2 separate regions of the Mus musculus genome follow, and region 2 is linked to region 1. The links are chromatin contacts, called in public ChIA-PET maps. All regions are on one chromosome and are shown on one strand. Each heading gives the region's core, a stretch centred on a gene start, on an enhancer-like site or on the middle of the called end of the contact. The rest is flanking DNA. Distances are from core to core; before and after follow the strand shown.

The links. ChIA-PET counts read pairs in DNA pulled down with a chosen protein or histone mark.
Region 2: a contact with region 1 is called in an SMC1A ChIA-PET map of the G1E-ER4 cell line, with 20 read pairs. The contact joins two enhancer-like sites. A contact is called at or near these places in 2 of 39 promoter capture datasets (Sertoli cells and embryonic stem cells), 8 of 15 datasets of contacts at CTCF or cohesin (CD8 T cells, the G1E-ER4 cell line, the NIH/3T3 cell line and 4 more), 186 of 484 Hi-C or Micro-C datasets (the 63-12 cell line, the AML12 cell line, the AtT-20 cell line and 98 more), 49 of 115 datasets of contacts at active chromatin or transcription factors (the 230-238 cell line, CD4 single positive thymocytes, DN3 thymocytes and 30 more) and 6 of 9 other capture datasets (adipose tissue, embryonic stem cells, embryonic tail and 3 more).

Annotation. Positions count from the first base shown.
Region 1 is chr2:153,494,190-153,498,543 of GRCm38.p6, forward strand. The region is part of intron 1 of Nol4l (nucleolar protein 4-like); the gene reads right to left. It also overlaps 4930404H24Rik. Among named protein-coding and RNA genes, the nearest start is that of Nol4l, 34 kb to the right of the region's middle. Within about 2 kb of position 2,397, at least 62 of the 459 cell types and tissues checked have an H3K27ac peak or open chromatin away from gene starts, as enhancers often do. A contact at or near this core is called in DN2 thymocytes, the G1E-ER4 cell line, the HPC-5 cell line and 2 more, where this site is marked.
Region 2 is chr2:153,580,029-153,584,735 of GRCm38.p6, forward strand. No RefSeq gene overlaps it. Among named protein-coding and RNA genes, the nearest start is that of Commd7, 50 kb to the right of the region's middle. Within about 2 kb of position 3,058, at least 42 of the 459 cell types and tissues checked have an H3K27ac peak or open chromatin away from gene starts, as enhancers often do. A contact at or near this core is called in DN2 thymocytes, the G1E-ER4 cell line, the HPC-5 cell line and 2 more, where this site is marked.

The DNA.
Region 1 (4,354 bases), core at 1,147-3,646:
CTCTCTCTCTCTCTCTCTCTCTCTCTCTCTCGGATAAGGGCAACCAGCACCCTAGGCTGCAGACCCAGTGTTCCTCAACCAACTGGGCCTCATTCCAGTAGGGGAGGCCAGGCCCAGGGCTTTAGGGATGGGGTACCCCTGGGGCAGCCCCGCCCTATATGAATGGGCCTTGGCTTAGCAGCCTCCATCTCATGGTTTCCTGCCTCCTCTCTCCCCATCTCTCAGAAGCAGAGCAGCCTAAATTTGGCTCGAGGAGGGAATGGGGGAGGAGGCAGCAGGCTGGTGCTGTCAGAGGCCAGGGCGTAGCTCCCCGTCTAGCCGGCTGGCATTTTTGCTGTCTGGAGGAGGGCAGGGGGGCCTCCGGCAGGCAGCCCTCTCTCTCCCGGAAAGGGAGATGTTCGTACCTTCTGACACACACTGAGTAATGTGCAAACGACATGCAAACTGGGTTTCAAATCAGCATCTCAAGTCAGGCAACAGCCTGGTGCTGCTTTGGGGATGAGAAGAGGACCAGCAGCCCTCTTGCCAGGGGCTCTAGTAGGGGTCAGGGGACACAGACTGGCCTGTTAGATAAGCCCATTCCAGTGGCTGAGTCCCAATCCAAGGGCAGGGCTCTGACTTTCTCTGTCTGCACTGCCAGAGCCGAGCACTCTGTTGCACGGTAAAAGCAGCCAGCCTGTCCAGGTGTGACCCCAGCTTGCCACTGAACAACTGGGTCAACTCCTCAGCAGGGCATCTAGGTGAACAGCCTGTGGGACAGGACATTGCTGTGTAGAAAGCCACTGCGCTTCCCTAGATGCTGGGCACGAGGAAGTGACCTGGAAAACCCTGTGCTTGGAAGCGGACCTAGATTCCAGGCTCAACAAGTGAACTGCTCTGGGCCCTCCTGGCTCCACATCTGGGGAATGGGTTCAGAACCTCATGGTCAGCTGTGATGTCCATGGGCTAGCCTTACGCACTGTAGGCATACTGTGTGTAGGCACTCTATAGTTCTCCATTGACATTCTCCGGGCTCTGCCTCTAAACCACCAGCTCTGCCCCAGGGGCATCTCTTCTCTCTGACCTTCTCCTTGAGTTGGTTTTGGTTTTTTGTTTTTGTTTTGTTTTGTTTTGTTTTCCCAAGACAGGGTTTCTCTGTGTAGCCCTGGCTGTCCTGGAACTCACTTTGTAGACCAGGCTGACCTCGAACTCAGAAATCTGCCTGCCTCTGCCTCCTGAGTGCTGGGATTAAAGGCATGTGCCACCAGGCCCAGGCTGGTTTTTTTTTTGTTTGTTTGTTTGTTTTTTGTTTTTTAACTCTTTAGGCAACTCCGAGCTCCATGCTTTGGTGACCTTGGACAAGTCTGCTTATTATGGTCTGTATTTATGAAGGGGTAGTAAGAGGTGGATAAGGGGCTGTCTGGGTCTTAAGATACAGTAGAAGCTGGGTGTGGTGGCTCACGCCTTTAATCCCAGCCCTTGGGAGGCAGAGGCAGGCGGATTTCTGAGTTCAAGGCCAGCCTGGTCTACATGGTCTACAGAGTGAGTTCCAGGTCAGGCAGGGCTATACAGAGAAACCCTGTCTCGAAAAACAAACAAACAAACAAAGACACAGTAGAACCTGACTGGGCACCGCTCTTCTTTCCAACCCTTCACCATCCCTATCCCTCTGCACTATCGGGTATGGAGAGGTGGGGGCCCCTCTTCTTGGTAACTCTGTTTAACCCTAGATAACTGTTCTCCTGCTCCTCAGCTGGCGCTGATATGAGCTGAATCCAATTTCCTGCCACCCAAAAGCCACTTCCTGCCAAACTTGAGCTGATACCAGAAGAACTTGTTTTCTGTACACAGAGCAGTCCCTGGTGGGGCTGCTTCTGCCTCGGCCAGTCCACCTGGTAGGACTGGGTTGTGGAGGATGGGGCCTCTGCCCTCTCACCTACTGCACCCACCTGTACCGCCAGCCATCCCAGCCAGGAGTCCCACTGGACTCAGACAGGCATGTTTAGGCCATGGCACATAGCCACAAAGAGCCAGTCTGAGAGCACTGTGTGTGGGCAAGACCACAGGAAAGGCGAGTGACCGTCAACAAAGGAATACACGCACAGTTCCATACACCAACCCATGACCATACGGAGTCACAGGACAGTCTCATATAATTAAATGCAGTCACACCCACGGTGCATAGAACCAGAACCCTTTGCTTCATACACACGCACCGAAAGCGAGCATGAGTGTCTGCCTGGGCAGGGCCTTGGGCTAACCCTCGTCAGAACAGCTGGAATCATACCATCATTGTGCACACATTACAGATGTGTAAGCCAAGGCAGCCCATAGGGGCACCTTCCACACACATACTGCTTCCTCAGCCTGGGGTGCCTTCTGGCTTATTCCTTTAGCACTGTCTAGTCACGTGACTCTTCCACAAACTCAGGCAGTCCCTGCTCACTTCCTCAGAGTCTGGGTCATCTCCCTTTCACTTTAAGGGACAAAGGAGACACAGCATTTTGTTGGCTTCAGCCATGTTCTGTTCTGTGGCACAGAGAACATGCTCAGGAAGAGCCTAGTAAGGACAGACCCTGGACTGGAACCCAGGACACCCTGAGGCTGGAGCTAATTTCTGTGTTACTGTGCTTTTCATACTTCCAGAAGCCCCTTTAGCAATGGTGATGGATGAATGAATGAATGAATGAATGACCCAAACTCTCAAGATACCAGGCCAGTGATCCCCAGGCTAACCTCCTTCATTTCCTGGCAGTGTGGACAGGAGCCAAGCTCCAGGCCCCTTGGATAGTGGCAGGGCTGACGGCCGCCTAAAGCCGGCTGTCAGAAGCTTGTCTGGCCAGAGCTGCCAGCAGGGGAGACCAGCTGGCAGTGCAGGGTCCATCGGCCCAGGCCTGGAATCTGAGACGCCCTCAGAGGCCCAGCTCTTCTTTGGGCCCCCACAAACTGGCCTTTGTTCTTGGGCTAGCCAAGACCGGCAGCTTGGGCTTTCTCTCTGCCTGCCTGCGGCACCCGCGCTGCGCTGGCGAGGTAAATGGGCCAGCCTCCCCTCTGTCCACGTCCAGGACGTTGCTTCAGAACTAAATGGAGATGTAATTTTCTATACAAATCCATGACAATTTAGATGGAGTGATTGTAATTGGCTTTTCAATGGAGGTTTTGTCCGGCGCTGGTGGCTAGAACTGGGTGGCCTGTTTGAGGCAGGCTCCATTTAAATGACAATAAAGCCATAATATTGAGGACTTGTCCAGCGCCCAGTGCCCCTCCTGAGCCCTTGGGGAGCCTCATGTTTATGGATCTGTCCCTTCCCTAGGGCTGTCTGGGCAGGAGGGTGCTGGGGTCACCGTGGCTAGGAGAGGGGTTGGCTGCATATTCGGGACCATATCCCCCAACTACCTACCAGTTCCCTCAATTTGTTATGAACCCACTAGCCAGTCTGTCCAGGGCTGGAGGCTAGCCCTAGTGTTGGGGTGCTAATAATCTCCCAGGTAAGTCAGCTGGAAGGTTCTGCAATGCCTCAATATGTCATGGTGTGGTACACATGACCAGGCCCTCTTTGGCCCACAGGCCAAGGCCTGACCCTCTTGTGACTGGCTTCTTGAATGTCTGTACCTCAGTGTCTCAGCCCTGCGGTAGGGTGCGGTAGACATCCCAGAGGGGACAGCATGCACATGGGCTCAACCTGGCATGTGAAAGGTACTATATATAATCATTGCTGGGACTCACTCACTGTGCCCGCTCAGGCAGACTGGCTAGTGACTTCAGGCTCTGCAAATTTCCACTGGCTTCTCTTTAACAAAGGGCTTTTCTAGGAGTTGACCCCACCAGGTTCTGAAGATTAATGCTAGGGTGTGTTCAAGCACCTAACACAGGCCAGGCTCCAAGAATGACAGTTCTCCTCACTACAGTTTCCGCCTCCAGCAGCATCTATGGAGAACTGCACTTGAGTGTGCAGACCCCACAGCATGAGAACCAAGCTGACAGGAGCCCCCGTGGGGATGTCTCTGCTGCCTAAAGATGCTATGGGAAGGACTGATCTCGAGGAGGCTGCACGAAAGAAGGCTTCACAGAGGATGTGATAACTGCCTGGACCACTCTGCCAACCAAAAAAGTGTCTACATTTACCAGGCAGATGCTGTAACCTGGTTACCAGAAGGATCTATTCTCACCTGTCAGTGAGGTGTGGTGGCCACAAAGATGCCATTAAAGTGACATGTTTAAGTCACTCTAGAAGGCAAGCTGCCTAGGCAAAAGGCTGGTAGGTGGGAAGGGAGCTGCCATCATTGATAGCAATAAGTGGGGTAGCACAGAAGCTGTGCTCAGCGTGTATGGAGACCCTGACTTCCAGTGTCACAGGCAGCCATAGAGAAAGTTT
Region 2 (4,707 bases), core at 1,808-4,307, 86 kb after region 1:
CCCAGCATGTGATATGCTAAGACCTCAATTCATCTTGGTAATATTTTACAGAGGAAGAAACCAGGGGTTCACAGCAGTGAGGTCACAGTCGTGCTGGGCTTGGGGTTCCAAGGCGAGCTTCACCTCTCTAGCTCCTATACCCCTACTTCCACAGAGTGTGCTGCTGCCTGACATGAACCACACATGATGCAAGGCCTCAGCTCCGCCTTGCTCCTTAGATCCTGGCTTCTTGCTAACCCACACTCTCAGCATCTGGGATGCAGCAAGGGAATCACTGAGAGTCTGGTCCACATTGTAGACAAGGAAACTGAGCTGGGCAGAAGTGGTGCAAGGCTTTAATCTCAGCCCTTAGGATGCAGAGCTGTGAGTTCCAAGCCAGCCTGGTCTACAGAGTTAATTCCAGGATAGCCAAGGCTACACAGAGAAACCCCATCTCGAAAAACAACAAAAACTAAACAAAGAACAAAAAAGAAACTAGCCACCTCCTGTAGTGGTTCATACCTCCATCCCCTGCACTGGCAAGAGGTTTGTCTATGTGAAGCCAGTCTGGCCTCCATGGGGACTAAAAAGAGAAGGGGCAGTGGGTGGAGTTCATTCTGGCTCAGCTGGTAGCGTGCTTGCTGGCCATGTGCTGAAGCCCTAGGTTCAATCCCACACTGGATTAAAAAAAAAGCCTGGCTCACCCCAGCACTCAGGAGGTGAACACAAAGGGATCCAAAGTTCACGATTACCCTCAACTCCACAGGTCAAGGCCAGCCTGGGTTACAGAGAGCCTGTCTCAAAAAGAAGAGGGGGAGGGGCTCCAATTAAAAGAACAAAAAAAACAAAAGCCCCTTTGGTTTTGTCAGTCAAGGCCCTGAAGAATCTGGCCATGGCAACTCATGATCTTTAATCCGGGGTCAGGGTAAGCAGATAGTATCTATCAGTGCTCTGAGCAGGCTGAGACATGGTCCCCTGTCCAAGGTCACCCTGCCAGTAGGAAGCCTTCCTAGAGAACCTGGCCTGAATTTGTCTAAACCCAAAGCTCTCTGTCGTCCTGGCTGCCCCCTGTGACAGACTCCAGCCCTGTATTCTGCTCAGAATCTAAGGGCATTTTAGAACCCTGCAAGTTCAAGGTCTTCCTCTACTATGTAGGGCACTTGAGGCCTGCCTGGACCACATGAGACCCTGTCTCAGACACACAAAATGTGGGACTACCCAGACAGCTCTAGCAGAAAGCAGGAGAAACAGATTCCACACGGGGGACAGGGCTAGAAGCCCCTTCCGCTGTTCTTGACAGCCCTGCCCTCAGTGGGGCAGTATCCAGAACCGAGACCTTGGGCTCCCAGCTTCAGAGGGACAGTAGAAGAGGCAAGAAGAGTAGCCAAGGGATTTGGGGCAGGCAGACGCTCTACTCTTTCTCCTCAGGGACTCACCAGCTCTTCTGGTGATATCTTTCCTGCTGACCTCCAAGAGCAGCCACTGGGGCAAGATGGGAGGCCCACATCCCCAATTCTAACTGCTTGGGGCTCTGCTGCAGTGAGGAGCTGTGGTGACTTGCCCAAAGCAACGTAGCTTGGCAGTAATGAGTGTCGAAGGTCAGGCTAACTCTGTACTAGTTGGCTTTGCTGCTGGGAGACCCGAGGCTGGTTGCTCAACCTCTCTGTGCCTCATTTCCCTCATTTACAAGTTACTAGAGTTTCCTGAGTTCACATTCTGCATCAGCTGTGTAGCCTAGAGTGAGTGACTTACGCCGACTCTGTTTACTCTAAAATAAAGCCGAGCTCTTGGCGTATATTTGGTGAGGGACTGGCAGGAGTATAGAGAAGTCACTTGTCCAAGGTTTCCTGGCAAGTGTCACCTGGAGGCCCAAAGGTCCTGATGAGTGATGCTATGGTTATGACTCTGCTGCCCGGGCTCTGTGGTTAATGCCTACAATCCTTTGGAGGCTGAGACAGGGGGATTGCAACTTCAGAGCCAACTTCCATAGCAAGTTTGCAGCTAGCCCGAGCTCCACGGCATCACAAACTCCTGTCATAGCAACAGGACAGGATCTGAGAGGTGGCTCAGGGGTTAAGATCAGGCACTGCTCTTCCAGAGGACCTGAGTTCAAATTCTAGAACCCACATCAGGTGACTTGCAACCATCTGTAACTCCGGCTCCACGCAGATTCAGTTCCTCGACTTTGTGGGCACCTGTGTTCATATGCACACACCTACAGACATGTGGACACATAATCAAAAGTAGTAAAAACAAATCTTAAAAAAAAAAAGAAAGAAAGAAAGAAAGAAAGAAAGAAAGACCCAGAGCCGGGCATGGTGGCATATAACTTTAGTGTCAGCACTCAGGAGGGAGGGGGAGACAGATCTCTGTGAGTTCGAGGCCTTCATAGTCTTCATAGCAAGTTCCAGGCCTGCAAAGGGCTGCACAGTGAGACCCTGCCTTTAGTGAGGGGCATGATAGTGCATTCCCATAATCTCAGTACCCAGGAGGACAGAGTTAGAGGCTACCCTAGTGAGACCCTCTCTAAATAAATAAAACCAAACAAAACCAGTGCTGGTGTGGCTCAGTTGGAAGAGCCCTTGCCTGTCACATAAAAAAGAGCCCCCAGCACTGAATGAGTTCATAGGAGGCAGTAGGATCAGAAGTCCAAGTTCACTCTTTGCTACCTAGGGAGTTCAAAACCAACCTAGACTACAGAGAAGGCAGGGCCAGCCATGGTGAAGATGGAGAGAACGGACCTGATTCCGAACAAAAAACTAGCACTGCCTAGAGTAGCCTAGAAGAAGAGAACCGGATCCCAGTCTGGGGCCGTGGCTCGGTGAGAAGTCCCTGAGAAGCAAGGGTATGCCCACCATTCCATCCCCACACTGAAGAAAAAGGAAATGAAAAGAAACATTCTAGAAGCCATCTTCAAGGAGAAAAACTTGGTGGGGGTAAGTGGGGGTACTGTCTGAATTCGGCTGTTATACATCATTACTGTCCAAGAGCAGATAACGTAACCCTTGTATGGAGCTGCCCCTGGCCTGACACCAAGGCCTCATGCCTACCAGTCCCCTGCTTCCTGGAGGCCCATCCTCCCCAGCTCCACCTTGCCACGCCCTGTCTCTTCGTCCACTTCAGGTCTCCCAGCAAAGCCCCAAGATCTAGAGTGGAGTCCTGGCCCCTCTCCGGGTCTCAGCTTCTCAGCCATGGGGAGGAGAAAGAGGAAGAGGAAAAAATGTGGGGAAGCAGCAAAATGCAGGGCCTGTCTCTGCACAGGAGCAATCGAGACAGGGACACACACACCCCCACCCCACCCCCGTGCGTGCGCGCTAGTAGCTTCCAAAGGGGAAAGCAGTCTCTTACAGTGGGACAGCTCGGCTTCAGTCCCATTCAACTGGAGGTTACCCGAGCTGGTCCAACCCAACTCAACCTGACCTGGGAGGGGGCCGAGAAGGAAGCTGAGCATCATGGGTACAAAGGTCGCAGCTCCACCGTCTCCTTGAGGTTTCAGCCAGGCAGCTGGCTGTGTCCACCCCACATTCTGGGGAGGGAAATAAGTATGGGAGGGTGACAGGGGACACTTTGAGGTGGTGGCCACCTCTGTGAGTGAGAGAGGCAGCTGCTCAGCCAAGAACTGGGGGCAGGGGCGCCTCCTGCGGCTAATTAAACTGAGCCGGTGATGAATCGGTAGAGGTTACAGCGTGCTAATTAAAGGTGCTGTATCTTGCCTGGCAAGGATGGAAGGCACCAGAAGCTCTGCAACCACAAGCAGGGCCAGGCCTGTGAGGCCTCCCACTGTGCAGGTTCTGGGTTGTCCTTCCCTTCTCCGCCCCTCCCCAGAGGGCCGGCCCCCTCCCCACTTCCCTATCTCTTCTGCCCACCTTGGGCCAGCCCTGCCTCCAACTTCCCCCGCCTTCCCACCACCCCAAATCCTCCCCAGATAAAGGCGAGCAGAGGCGAAGTAGAGCCTGTCGCCCTTAGCCTGAATCAGTGGTGGGTTCTGCGGGCGGGCGCTGTGTTGAGCCTCCGTGGAGCTCCTTTTAACCCCAATTCCTAATGTGTCACTGCTGAATTCAAGTGTAATAGGAACAAGGCCACCAAGACTTTTTTTTTTTTTTGAGACAGGGTTTCTCTGTGTAGCCCTGGCTGTCCTGGAATTCACTTTGTAGACCAGGCTGGCCTCGAACTCAGAAATCCTCCTGTTTTTGCCTCCCAAATGCTGGGATTAAAGGCGTGCACCACCATGCCCGGCTCGACTTCTAGAATCTTAACTACTTTTCTGTTTTGTTTTGTTTGGGGCTTTATTTCTATTAGAGAGACAGACAGACAGACAGACAGACAGACAGACAGGCAGGCAGGCAGGCAGACATGCAGAGAGTTAGTTCCCAAACACTCTAGCCTTAACAATACAGTCATGTCTGGGGAAAGTTAAACAAATGACCTCTGACCTTTGACCTTTGCACAGAGCAGGGAAAAAAGACTCCAAAGCACCCAGTCCTGCCCCAAGTTGGTTCCAGGCAGAGGTGTGGCTCAGTGGCTCCCCAGAGACTTGAGTTAGAGTCCAAGCCCGGCTCATTTGCCAATTATGTTAATTGGCAGGAGAAGCAGCTGCCCTGTGCCTTGACCTGTACCCCACCTGGAAGAGCCACTGAGACCGCAGCAAAGGAGACAACTCAGGTGAAACTAGTCCAGAGTCAGCTCCGACTGCTATGAGCCACTCTGACCTTCCAGCACCGGGATCAT